Regions from separate parts of the Sus scrofa genome. Here region 2 is linked to region 1. A link is a contact called in public HiChIP or PLAC-seq data. All regions are on one chromosome and are shown on one strand. The core of a region is the stretch at or near the end of the contact, and the rest is flanking DNA. Distances in the headings are between cores, read along the strand shown.

What was found. HiChIP or PLAC-seq counts read pairs in DNA pulled down with a chosen protein or histone mark.
Region 2: an H3K27ac HiChIP or PLAC-seq map of skeletal muscle shows a contact between it and region 1, with 6 times the contacts expected there. The contact joins two enhancer-like sites. A contact is called at or near these places in 1 of 47 Hi-C or Micro-C datasets (heart right ventricle) and 1 of 2 datasets of contacts at active chromatin or transcription factors (skeletal muscle).

Annotation. Positions count from the first base shown.
Region 1 is chr1:208,481,829-208,488,292 of Sscrofa11.1, reverse strand. No RefSeq gene overlaps it. Among named protein-coding and RNA genes, the nearest start is that of NFIB, 300 kb to the right of the region's middle. Within about 2 kb of position 3,907, at least 8 of the 83 cell types and tissues checked have an H3K27ac peak or open chromatin away from gene starts, as enhancers often do. A contact at or near this core is called in skeletal muscle, where this site is marked.
Region 2 is chr1:208,897,216-208,903,679 of Sscrofa11.1, reverse strand. No RefSeq gene overlaps it. Among named protein-coding and RNA genes, the nearest start is that of MPDZ, 280 kb to the left of the region's middle. Within about 2 kb of position 2,314, at least 34 of the 83 cell types and tissues checked have an H3K27ac peak or open chromatin away from gene starts, as enhancers often do. A contact at or near this core is called in skeletal muscle, where this site is marked.

The DNA of each region.
Region 1 (6,464 bases), core at 2,658-5,157:
AATAGCATGGATCTCTTCATTCTAACATTTAAGACATTTGCAGTTTTACATTTATTTAGGGAATTTTGTGCTTTGCATGTATTTTCCAGTCAGGGAAGTACCATGAAATTAGGGGCTGGGTAGATTTTTGGTCACCATTTTATCTCTACTGCCTGACTCATTATGGCACTCAATGAATATCTATTTCATGAGTGTTTCAATGAATACATTTTTGTGGAGGAGAAAAAGACAACCAAACGTTGACACTCTCTGTAGCATCCTAAGCAAAAACAGCTTAAATTTTCTAAGTGAAATGTCTTCATCTGTAAAATGAATATTAAAAATGGGAGTTCCTGTGGTGGCTCAGTGGTTAATGAATCCAACTAGGAACCATGAGGTTGAGGGTTCAATCCCTGGACTCGCTCAGTGGGTTAAGGATCTGGCATTGCTCTGGTGTGGATCACAGAAGCGGCTCAGATCTGGCATTGCTGTGGCTGTGGTGTAGGCTGGCAGCTACAGTTCTGATTGGACCCCTAGCCTGGGAACCTCCATATGCTGCAGGTGCAGCCCTAGAAAAGGCAAAAAGACAAAATAATAATAATAATAATAATTGATATACCAGGTTTGGGGAAGGATTAAATAAGGTTGTATACTTAAACTTTTAGCAGTGTGCCTAATAAATCTCTCTTTTTAAAAAAAAAAAATTTAAATTAACATCTAATCTGTGGTTTTTTAATTGAAGGAGAGTTGGTTTTCAATATTGAATTAGTTTCAGGTATAAAGCAAAGTGATTTGGAGATATATATATATCTTCTTTTTGAAATTCTTTTCCATTAGTTTATTGCAAGATATCAAATATAGTTTCCTGTGCTATATAGTAATCCTTGTTGTTTATTTTATATATGATAGTATTCATCTCTTAATCCCATACTCCCAATTTACCCCTTCCCCCCTTCCCCTTTAGTAACTATTAGTTTGTTTTCTATGTCTGTGAGTCTACTGTTTTGTAAAGAAGTTCATTTGCATCATTTCTTTAGATTCCACATATGTATATATGTATCATATGTATCTTTCTCTGACTCTCTTCATTTAGTATGATAATCTATAAATCCATCCCTGTTGCTGAAAATGGCATTATTTCACTCTTTTTTATAGCTGAGTAATATTCCATTATACATCTCACATCTTTATCTCTTCATCTGTTGATGGACACTTAGGTTTCTTCCATGCCTTGGCTATTGTAAATAGTATCGCTATGAACACTGGAATGCATGTGTCTTTTTAAATTAGAGCTTTCGTCTTTTGTAGATAAATGCCATGGAGTGGGATTGCAGGATCATATGATAATTCTATTTTTGGTTTTTTAAAGAACCTACATACTGATCTCCATAGTGGCTGCAACAATTTGCATTCCCACTAATAGTGTAGGAGAGCTCCTTTTTCTCTACACCCTCTCCAGCATTCTAATAAATAGTATTTTAATAGAGATCATTTCTCTCCTCCTTGACCTCTCATCTGATAGTGTGAATAATGGAAGTGATCTCTTCAATAAATAAACAAGTGATTTAGTAAAGACATAGGATATGCTCAGATAATGCAATGTTTCAAATAGCTGTAGGGACAAAAAGAAGAAAGACAAGTTTCAGGGCTCCAGTTTCAGGTTAGAAGACAGTAGAAAACTATAAAGGAGAAAAATAAAATAATATTCTCTGTTGAACAAGCACCAAAAACAATATAATCCAGCAAAACAAGATTTTTCATAAATCTTCACAGGATTAATTACCAAAGGAGCTAAAAGTGCTGTGAATTCAGGGAAGCAGGAGATCATGCAAGCTGGAGGCCTAATGCCAAGACCATTTGTAGATGAAGAACTGGGTGTGTGTGTGTGAGTGGGGGTTGGTCAGCTCTGGTAAAATGTAATAAAAAAACGAAGAGAGCAGGTTTGCTCTAAGAACAATAAGACCCATTGCCTGGGGCAGGGGAGTAAGAGAAGATAAAAATGGGAACACGATTAATAACCAGGTATATGATATTTTGAATGCTGAAGTATGGATTTCAACTATTCTCTGAACATAAATATTGAGAATATAAACTCTTATGAACCTAGATGCACCACAACCATTTCAAATTCAAATAAAATACAATACAGCTTCCCTAATTTGGTTTCTAAATTTCTCCAAGGTTGCACTTCAGAGGAAGGAAGGAAGGAAAAAAGAAAGGGAGGAAGGAAGAGAGGAAGGGAGGGAGGCAGGAAGGAAGGAAAGAGGGAAGGAGGGAGGGAGGGGGAGGAAGGGAAGAAAAATGGGAAGGAGGGAGGGGGAGGAAAGGAAGAAAAATGGGAAGGAGGGAGGGAGAAGGAAAGGAAGAAAAATGGGAAGGAGGGAGGGAGAAGGAAAGGAAGAAAAATGGGAAGGAGGGAGGGAGAAGGAAAGGAAATGGAAAAATAGACATTTGGCAAGAAGCCTACACCTCATATAGTCTCACACTGCATATAAATACCTGGTTGAATCCTACTTCTGTGACTCCCCAAAGCATGCAGGTAAGGAGCATGTTGGCATTTAGTATCTTGGGGGGATGTCATCTCCATTCCAATGTCTGCCTCTGGCACTTTATCCACAAGGCCTCCCCAAATCAAAAGTTATTGCAAGGCCCACACACATAGTGGATGGAGCACGGAGCCCCAGATGGGGTGTTCATGTGCATGACTACAGTCCATGAAATTGTTTGTGAATTACCTTAAGGATTTTGATTCATGGGATGATTCTGGGTGGCCTATTCTACCACCTCCTCCACCAACCCTACCACCTTTCATTTCCCGTCATTTCTCAGCAACCGTAGGAATATATGAATCAAGGACAAATCATCTCCTACAAAGTGAAGGGGAGAAGTTCAATACAAAGAAAATGACATACGTGTGCATGTATGTATACATATACATACATGTGTGTGTGTGTGTGTGTGTGTGTATCACAAAGAAGCTTCTTCACTGAGAGATGGGAAACTTGAGTGCAACTTGAAAAATCCCTGAATTTAATCACCAGCCTTCAATGCTCTACTGCTTTTTTGACTGAGCAGCAAAAATATGAGCCATGTCCCTTTTCTACATTCAGTCACTTGGCTTTTCTGAGATTCCACCATGTCAGCAAAATGGAGCACCATCTCCTGAAATTGTCATCCCTCTTCTCCCTGATGGAAGAGGTGTCCCTTCAAACCTTACTTTCTATGAACAATCAGAATAGCACTTGCCTTTAGGGATCTAGTGACCACTTGGCCACAGGAACCTTCTCATATTAATCTAACCCCTTCCCTAAAAATACACTTTAGACTTCCAAGCATGACTCACTAGCTCCCCAGACTAGCTCAGGAGGAGGTGGGAGTAGCCATGTTGTTGTGAGTCTCTGTGTCTCACCCTTGACACTTTGCACTTGGGTGGTTCAGAGGAGGAGGGAGACAAGAAGGAAGAGGTGGAGTGGGGGAGGGAGGGAGGTGGAGAATAGATTTCTTTAATGTTTGTTTTCTTTTCCTTATGAGTTTTATTTCACTTACTTTAACCGTCCTTGACCTCTTTTTACTGCCACCTTCCTCAAGCCTGGTTTCCCCCAAGCAACCAGTGTTGGCTTTGACAAGTCAAAATTTCTTCGATGGCTCCTTTTTCATCCTTGTTTGGTTTAGCTGTCATCCCAGACCTCAGCATGTCTACGTGTTCCTGCCCCTCAAACAGAAGCATTATCAAAAGGTTTCGGTTTTCTGTTTGTGATTGTTGGGTTGAGTACCAGGGCTCTTTTCACCTCCTGCCCAACCCACATCCTCCCTAACTCCCATCACAACCAAGCATTCAGACATCCATACCGGCAGATGGAAAAGGAGTGTGTGAGGCTCCCTGGGAGCCGGGCTATTGTTTAGGGGAACTGGAAGCCACAGTGCCCAGAGTCCCCATCCTCCCTCCTTGCCGCACACACTGCTTCCTGTCAATCACCCTGGAACACCAAGTGCTGGGCCAACAATTTTGTCCACAGGATGTTTGTTTGCAGGCACCACCTTCCAAGTCTCAAAGCTCAAGACTTCCGTTGACAATCCAAAAACTAAAATGAAAAGGGGGGAAAACCCTTGGGTAGTTCTTTTAAAGCCTAATAAAGTCTATTTATATTCAAAAATAGCAACAGGTTATCTCAGCTTGCAGAGGGTGAAGAGGCTAGGAAGCCTGATCTTTAAAATCCAAAGCCCCTGAGAAGTGAAAAATACAGGTTTCCAAGAGTGGATACTAAAAACATGTCCTTAAAGCACCTTTAGCATATTCCATGGCCAATTTCCATAAATAATCAACCCCTGTTCTATGGGCACACTGGACTCCTCAGATGGTAAATATCTTGCAAGGAAGCCACAAAGCAAAAAATTTGCAGGACACATGTGCATAGAAATTTAAGGTTTTCAACCAAAGTTGTGGGATAAATACAATAGCCTGAGGTCACTGGCTAATTTCAGCAGTTCTCTCCAGAGTTTGTATTGTCCTAAGAAATGTTTGATACTCTGTAATGATTACACATGAAGCAATTAAGTTTGAAAAACCATTTTAAAACAATATATTCTTCTGGGAACAGGTAAAAGAGTTTTCCTCCATGTTAATAGTGAAAAGATCCCCCCGTTGTCCTCCTTAGTCATTCAGTAGTTTACTTGAGATCCCTTGGCATGGCAATTCCTACAGTGTCTATGTAATTATTACACAGGAATTTTAAACTTCTGTGTATTTACCAACTACCACTTATAATCTTTATATCTCTGGGGAAGTGAACTAAGCTCTCTGAGGTTATTTTTACTGTGAAAATGGATCATTATACAAACTCCATTGGATGGTACAGAAGCTGAAATGAGATCAAGTGTGAAAGGTGCCTGGCAGGCAGTGGGTGCTCAGTAAATGATAACTTAGAAAACAGAAATGCAAGGGAAATTTGAAAAGCAAGGCGTTCCCAGGACTGGCTTTAAAGTGGCTTCAACTACCACTTTCACCCTTTTAACTAAATATTAAAGAAAGTCACAGAGTATGGAGAAGAGACTTGTGGTTGCCAAGGGGGAGGGAGAGGGAGTGGGATGGAATGGGAATTTGGAGTTAATAGTTGCAAACTATTGCCTTTGGAATGGATAAGCAATGAGATCCTCCTGTATAGCACTGGGAACTACATATAGTCACTGGTGGTGGAGCATGGTATATGTGAGAAAAAATAATGTATAAATGTATCTGTGACTGGGTCACCTTGCTGTATAGTAGAAAATTGACAGAAAACTATAAATCAGCTATAATGGGAAAAATAAAAATCATTATAAAAAGTAAAATAAAATATTTATTTCTTAGCTAAAAAAAAAAGAAAAAGTCACAGAGGTCTTCAGTAGGAATAGTTTTGAGATAGGACATGGAAAGATGATCTAAAATACATTATCTAAAGCATCCTAAGTTCAATAGTCATTTGTCAAGTGGGTTTTAAGTTAATGAGTAGACTTGAAAACAAAAAGCAGTATGTCCCAGATCATCTCTGGAACATTAACACACATTTACCAAGGAATGCTACCACAAAAGCAGGACTTTCACAGTCCTTGCAGAACACAAGCCTGCAGTAGGTATACCTGGGGGAGAACCTGAGTTACCATCATTGGGGAGGTTTGGGAAATACCTTTTCAAGTTGTGGCCAGATTTCCACAGAGAACCTCACTGTTTTAATAGAGAATTAATTCCCAGGTTGTTATAAGGACATACATACATAGACTGAGAGTTTTCAAAAGAAATCTCTGACATACCAAATGTGGGTTTTGGGAAAGCTAACTAAACTAAGTCACCAAAAGCTCAAATTTATAGACTATATACAAGAGAAAAATATACATTGTTTTAGTGATTAAAATAATGCTGATTAAAATTAATTATATATATATGTATATATATATGTGTGTGTGTATATATATATACACACACACACATACACACACATATTTAACTGGCAAATATTTAAGAAAATAACCATTATCAAGGGGCAGGATCAAGATGGCAAAGTAGTAAGATCCTAAACTCAATTCTCTCACAGACACATGAAAACTAAAATTACATATAAAATGACTCTCCCTGAGAATGACCTGAAGACTATCCAAACAACATATATAAAACAGAAAATATTTTTTTAAAATACACTGAGACAGTATAGGCAGAGGCAGAGACAGTCTAGTCAGGACCCACAACCCAGTGCAGTGACCCACAAGTGGGAAGAGATATTACAAACACATAAGTCCTCCCTAAAGACCAAGGGGTTTGAGTCCCACATTGAGCACCTCAGCCCTGGGTATCTGAACCAAGAAGACAAGCCCCTGAACCATAACATTTGGCTTTGAAAACATATGGCACTTAGTCCAGGAGAGCCAGGGGGCTGTGGGAAACCAAGATTCTGCTCTTAAAGAGCATGTGTACCCACTCCAAGTTCCGGCACAAAGGCAGCAATTGCAAAGCT
Region 2 (6,464 bases), core at 1,065-3,564, 420 kb before region 1:
TGTATCTTTCCATTTCTTTAAAAGCTGTCAGTAGGAGGGAGAGGAAGCATCCATTAGGAACATTTTTTGTGCATTTATTATTTTCCAGAAAAGGGAAGCTCATCCCTTTTCCCATATAATCCTCATCTTCAAACATCTTATTGACTGGTTGGCTAATTTGTCTACATGGATGTCCCAGATGAAGTAGTCCTGGGTCCTTGTGCAGCAACAAGGGAATACATATAGGGTGGTGCATCTTAATGAAGGAGCATAAGTAATATAACTCCATATCCCTGGATTTACCAGGTTGGGAGGAATCACAATCATGTGAATCCCAACTGGCTAAACCAAATAGCCTTAGCGTTTCCTCAAGTTTCTTACCCCAGGTATTTCTGGCATGCTCCTCAAGAAATTCAAATCCATTCTTCCAATCTTTTCCTATTGCTTCTTACCCCCAAGTCTTGTTGGAATGCCCTGGAACATGACTACTCTCCTTGGGATTCAGCTTTCCCAATCCTTATTTATTGCCCAGTGATAGACAGTAGAGAAATTTCTCTGGACAAATTCCATCCCCATGGGCAAAAGTAACCTTTCTCCAAGTTTCTAGTAAGGCAAATTTTCAAAACTCCATAATGAGGTATCAATGTAATTCCCAAAGAATGGGCTCTTTAGTCTGGAATAAGACCACATATGGGTCCTCAACATTATAATTCACATTGGAATTCATACACTGGAATGAGGTCAACATATATCCGCAATCCCTTTTGCTGTCTGTGTGTAAATTATAGCATACATTTCATGTATAACTCCTACAAATAAAGAATATATTTCAGAGAGTAATCATGAAAATCTATACTTAGCAAAGAAATAATTTTCAGAAGAAAGGTAGAATTGCACAGGTTACGCCTTACCTGCTGACTTGTCTAGCATGAGTTGCACTACAAGATACTTGAGCCTTTGGAGAACCATCCTCCCCTTCAAAAGAGAACTGGCAGGGAGTTCTGGCCAACACTTTTACACAGGGTTCCCTGTGGACAAAATATGTTTAAATGCACTGCTTGCCTCTCTGTGATAAAAGGCATTTTGAGACAAGACTCTATAGAAAAGAGGGCACCAAGTAGGATTTTGAAATCCACGACCACTGAGAAGGGCAAATTCTACTCTTTGTAATCTACTTGGCCACTTATATGCTAAAGGATCAGGCATTATAAGACTAGACAATCATATACTGTAGAAATTCAACTAGGTACAATCCTTTTACATTGTATTCCCATTTGACTTTTAAAAACGGAATCAGGAAATTGAGTAGGTTAGATACTTTATTTAGCTGAACTAGTTTGTTGCTTATTTGTCTTGGTTACAGACTATCAGTAGATTAGGAACTGAAAAGAATGGTATTGAAATAGGGAATTTTTCAGAGATATTTGTGGAGAATTCTAACCTTCTCAGTAGGTTACATCTAGAAGAGGATACATCTAGTGTAGGGGTTGGCAAACTATGGCATGCAGACCAAGTGGGCATGCCATCTATTTTTGCAAATAAAGTTTTATTGAAATAGATCCATGCCATTCATTTACATGTTGTCCATAACAGAATTAAGTTATTGCTACAGAGTTCATATGGACTACCAAGCTTAAAATATTCAGCCCTTTACAAAGAAGTTTTGCCAAGCCCTGATCTAATATATAGCTGTATTTCTTGTGAAAAATATTTTATATTAAAGGAAGAGATGAGCACATATTTCTAAGAAAAGAAGCTAAACTCAAGATTAGAGCATCTTACTACATTCCTCCAACTGAACTCAACACGAAGATATGTAAAGAATTCAAGGACAACAGTACAGTGTCCTTTGTGTATGTGCTGAAGGAACAGTCCATTTTCTCATCTCCATCTGTTATGACACAGTTTCCCCAAGAAAAGCTCTTGATTTTAGCCAGACTGAAAGTGGAAGACATAAGGCACACTGCCTGCTAATCACATTGCTTGGAAGAGAGAAAAAAAAAAAAATTGAAAAGAATGTTTCCCTCTAATCATCTTTTCCTGTAAGTGGATTGTTTGAGAGATATTAAAATAGCTGAAGCAGCCTGGAAAATGGAGCTTAAAAAACAAACAAGCCCAGCATGCTCTAAGTTCAAAAGGTCTCTTGCGTATTCACTATCAATCACTCTATACATATTTTATTTAACCTTCTGTAAATATTGTCATTGTAGAGTGCTTTGGACAGGCTAATGCGCTGTGATGTTTTGTTAATGGAAACAGAGAAAATGATGCAGGAGGCCATCCCAGACAGGAAGAAGAGGAGGCAGATGAGGAAGGGGCAGACCAAAGGCAGAGCCCAGGGTGTTGGAGAGGTGAGGCCAGGACACTGTGTGGAGCTGACTTCTTCATTAGCAGTAACTGGAGCCCTGCCAGAACATTCCAAAAGACTAAACTCAACTTCAGAGCCTATCAGTCTCCCCACCCCCCTTCCTCACTTCTCTCTCTCAGCTTAGCCAAAAAGCACATATTGTTATTTTTTCCACATTCTAATGCTCTCCTTTCCAGTAGAAAGTCAGTAGGCAGAAATGGCCAGTCTATTTCAGTTCTGGGTCATCAAAGGCCCTCTAGGCTGCTCCTCTTAGGTAAGAGTTGTAGCTTTCATGTTCTCCTGTTTTGAGGATTTTGTTCCCCCATGCTGGAGGCATCTGGTGGTTCTAGAATGTGGGTATATGTCTCCCTACTTCCTGCCATCCCTCAGCAGCCCCACAGGGCTATTTGGGCAGGGGCTCTGAGCCTTGGGGAGCCATCTCTGAGCCTTGTGCCTTCCTTTCTTCTTTTCTTAAAAAGCAACACTGCCATGGCCTGAACTCCTGATGTGTTTTCGTCCTCCCCTCCCTTCCTTTTTCTCTCCCCCTCCTCCAGCTCCCTCTCCCTCCCTTTCCTCTTTCTGTTGTTGTTGTTTTTGTTGTTGTGTTTCCCACAGCAAAAAAGCTGCCCCGGGAGAGCTCAAGTCCACGTTGGCGGGCTCCCATTTGTGGTGCAGGTGTGCCGGAGCCCTCCGCCGTGTTGTCACCACAGCAACCCTCAGCTCTAATCTGCTGAATATGAAAGGAAGAAACAGAAAGAGAAAAGCCATCCACCCCCTTCTGCTCCATCCATGGGTCCAAAAGAAGGATACTGGCTCCAAGCATTCCTAATAATCCCCCAGCCATCGCCCAGGCAACAGTCACAGGGAGCTAGCGCTTGGTGGGGAGACAGAGAGAGAGGGGGGCGGGGGTCCCCTCCCAAGTTCCAACCTCCTTCTCTGCTTCTTCCATCCTGGGTCTCCTAATGGCCTCTCACAAACCCATGTCCCACTTCTGACCTCCCTGCTCCTAGGTCATCAACTCACAGAGGGGATCATTTCATCATATTCTTCCAATGGTACCGAAACAACAGTGTGTGTGTGTGTGTGTGTGTGTGTGTGTGTGTGTATGTTCTATCAGATGAGCTGTTTATGTGCTGAAAGATGGAGAAGGCCCAAGAATTTTCCTTCTCAGAGCTAGCAGTGGAAAAAGCTGTCCCTTGCTACTTTGCTCCTTGCATGAATTCAGCTGTTCCTGGGCTTGCAGAGGGTTTATAGGCTGGTCGTCCTCTAGCCCCATACCCAGCAGTGAAAGCTCACATTTGTCTTACCACCATCATGTTGATGCAGCTGGGCTTGACACTGCTTACCTCAGCAATTTTCTTTTTTCTTTTTCTTTTTTTTTTTTTTTTTGGTTGAAAGACAGAAGGCTTCCTTGTGATCCCAGCCTTTTCCTATCAAATGACACTCAGCCACGGTTTGGGTGACTTATTTACTGGCACTGGACCAGGAAAAACAAAAATGAACGTTCACAACTAATAAATCCTCTGGCTTAGATAGCTGCAGCAACAGTGGTGGGATTACATCAAAATGTTCAGTGTGATACTGCAGGGCTCCCTGGCAGTGTGGAACCAAGTAAGTCAGGGGTAGGAAAAGGGGGTCGAAGACAGGAACAGAGAAATGTTTTATACTCTGGGTCTCAGACACACTCAAACACTTTGAGCTTGAATCACACAATGTGCTTCTTGGTTGAAGATTCTAAATGGAGGCAGGAGGAGATAATGTATTGGAGTCATTAGAATAGGAGATGGCTCAACTTGCCACCTTTCTGTTTGATAAGTCACACTCATCTTCACCATGGTGAAGGTGTCCAGCCCAGACAGATGGGACAGCAAAAATCACAGCTTTCTCAGCTGCACTGAAAGAAACTATTTTTACAGAGGACATAAGGTCAAGAATGTTTAGCAAACAAAATGGTTTGTCATCCACTCCTAGATAATTCTCCAAGGACCCTCCTCCTTCAAGGTCCCTACTGAAAGTGAGGGCATTTTTTTAAGGCTAGTGTGACAGTGTTTTTATTTGTTTTGGAATTGATCTTCTGGACAGAAGCACATTTTTTTTCATTAGTATAAATCCAGAAAAATCCAACCACAAAACCATTGACTTTGGCTAAGTTTTCCTCATTTTCTCCCCCATGACCACCTCTAATTCAATAAGTAACTATACTTTCTGTGATGATTAACTCTGTTGATTCAGCTTTTGCAGGCTAATGGCTGAGCTTTGCCATATAGAGTTCAACCTTTGGATAGAAATGTGGATAAAAAGTGGGGAAAATTTAATCATTACCCAGATGTTTAGTCTATAGATTGCTAAATATGTGACTATTTGGAAAGATAACTATGATTGATTTCATTCTTTCTTTTTAATTTTGGTTTTGTTTTCATGACTTTCAGAGAGACAGTGATGGAGGATATCCACCTGGTGACAAATTTAACCATACCCACCCAGCCATTCTGTTTATTTGCTATAATATGTGGGGGAAGAAACCTATTTTGTTTTGTTTTTGCATTGGGATGAAACTGGGCTCTGATGCCATCTGAGCTCTTGAGAAATGCCTATGGGAAGTAGGTAACATGATCTACTTGCTTTCCAAAGTACCCAATTAAAAAATAGCATCTTGTAACATCCAGTAGAGGTCTGTGTAATTATTATCTTTGAAGGCTATTCTATTGCCACTCTAAAAAAGATGTCTGGGATAAAACCATTAAAAGAAATATAACAAAGGCTAATTCTGCCATCTTAAAGTACCTAGAATTCTCACTAATGAGAATTTACTACCAACAAAGCTGCTATTTCAAATTCTTCCACTAGTATCAGGAAATTTAATCTCTCTGAGATTGATTCTGGCTATATCATACTCTCTGTCATGGAGGTATTGTCCACAGTCATTGCCTCTGAGAGAATCAAGGATTGTCTGAATGCATTTTGAAATCCTTAGAAAAAAAGGCACAATGTGTTCAAATCAACTTCAATTCTGTTTAATTCCTAGAATCATTACTTTGACAACTTTTTGTCCATTATTATACCAATATTTTAGAGGCATCTAATATGTTCCAGATACTTTCTAAGCTCTTGGGAGTCAAAGAGCTTGTGGTTTAGAGAGGGAGACAGGAGCATAAAAATTAGGGCCAACTTTTAATGAGTGCTTACTATGTGCCAGAGACTGCTTTAGACATTTTCTATGTATTAATAGTTCAAGTTTTGAAACAACTCTATGAGGTAGATAACATTATTGTCCTGTGTTTAAGAAGGGAAACTAAGGCATAGAGAGGTTAAATTACATGCCCCAAATCACATCCCACTTTATTTTTAAAGCAAGGTTTAGAAAACATATGACTGATTTATCATGTTTGTAAGCCACTGAGTTCGGCATCCTCAAGACACAGTTAACAAGCAAAAGCTGCCAGAGAGAAAAGGGAAGGAGAGAGAGTATGTTAGTAGAAGGGACCTAGAATTCCGAGCTGAAATCTTGACACCATCCCAGCCTCTTGGGTTTTCTAAGAACTTGCACTTAGGTGATGGATCATATCCTGTAGTAAATGTGTTTCTGTGGGTGTTTCTATGTAGTGTCACTTGTACATATTTCAACTTAGTTCCAGGAAACTTTGTTTCAGGTTGTTTCAAACTTAAATGAGGTAGCATTTCTAAAGAGCTTGGGGAGTTCATGATATTTGAGGGGTATGTAATAATTAAGAACAAATTAAAAGATTTGCAATGTGGGAGTTCCCACTGTGGCACAGTGGGTTAATGATTTGGCTTTTTTCTTTGGCACTGCTAGTCTGATCCCTGGCCTGGCACAATGGGTTAAGAATTTGGCACTGCTGCCATTGTGGCATAGGTCACAGATATGGCTCAGATTCCATCCCTGGCCAGGGAACTTCCATATGCCGTGGGTATGGCCATAGCATTAAAGAGTTGTAACATGGATGGCAATGTAAAGAACAGAGAGAGAAGCCACCCTGTGAGTCAAGATGTGATGATACTGATGGCAAGAGTTTTCCTCATGTCAGTAAAAGCTTCATCAATGATTCAGACAAAAAAACAAAAATATTAAATGTCACCAAAAAACCAAGACAATAACAATAATAAAACAAAAACTCAT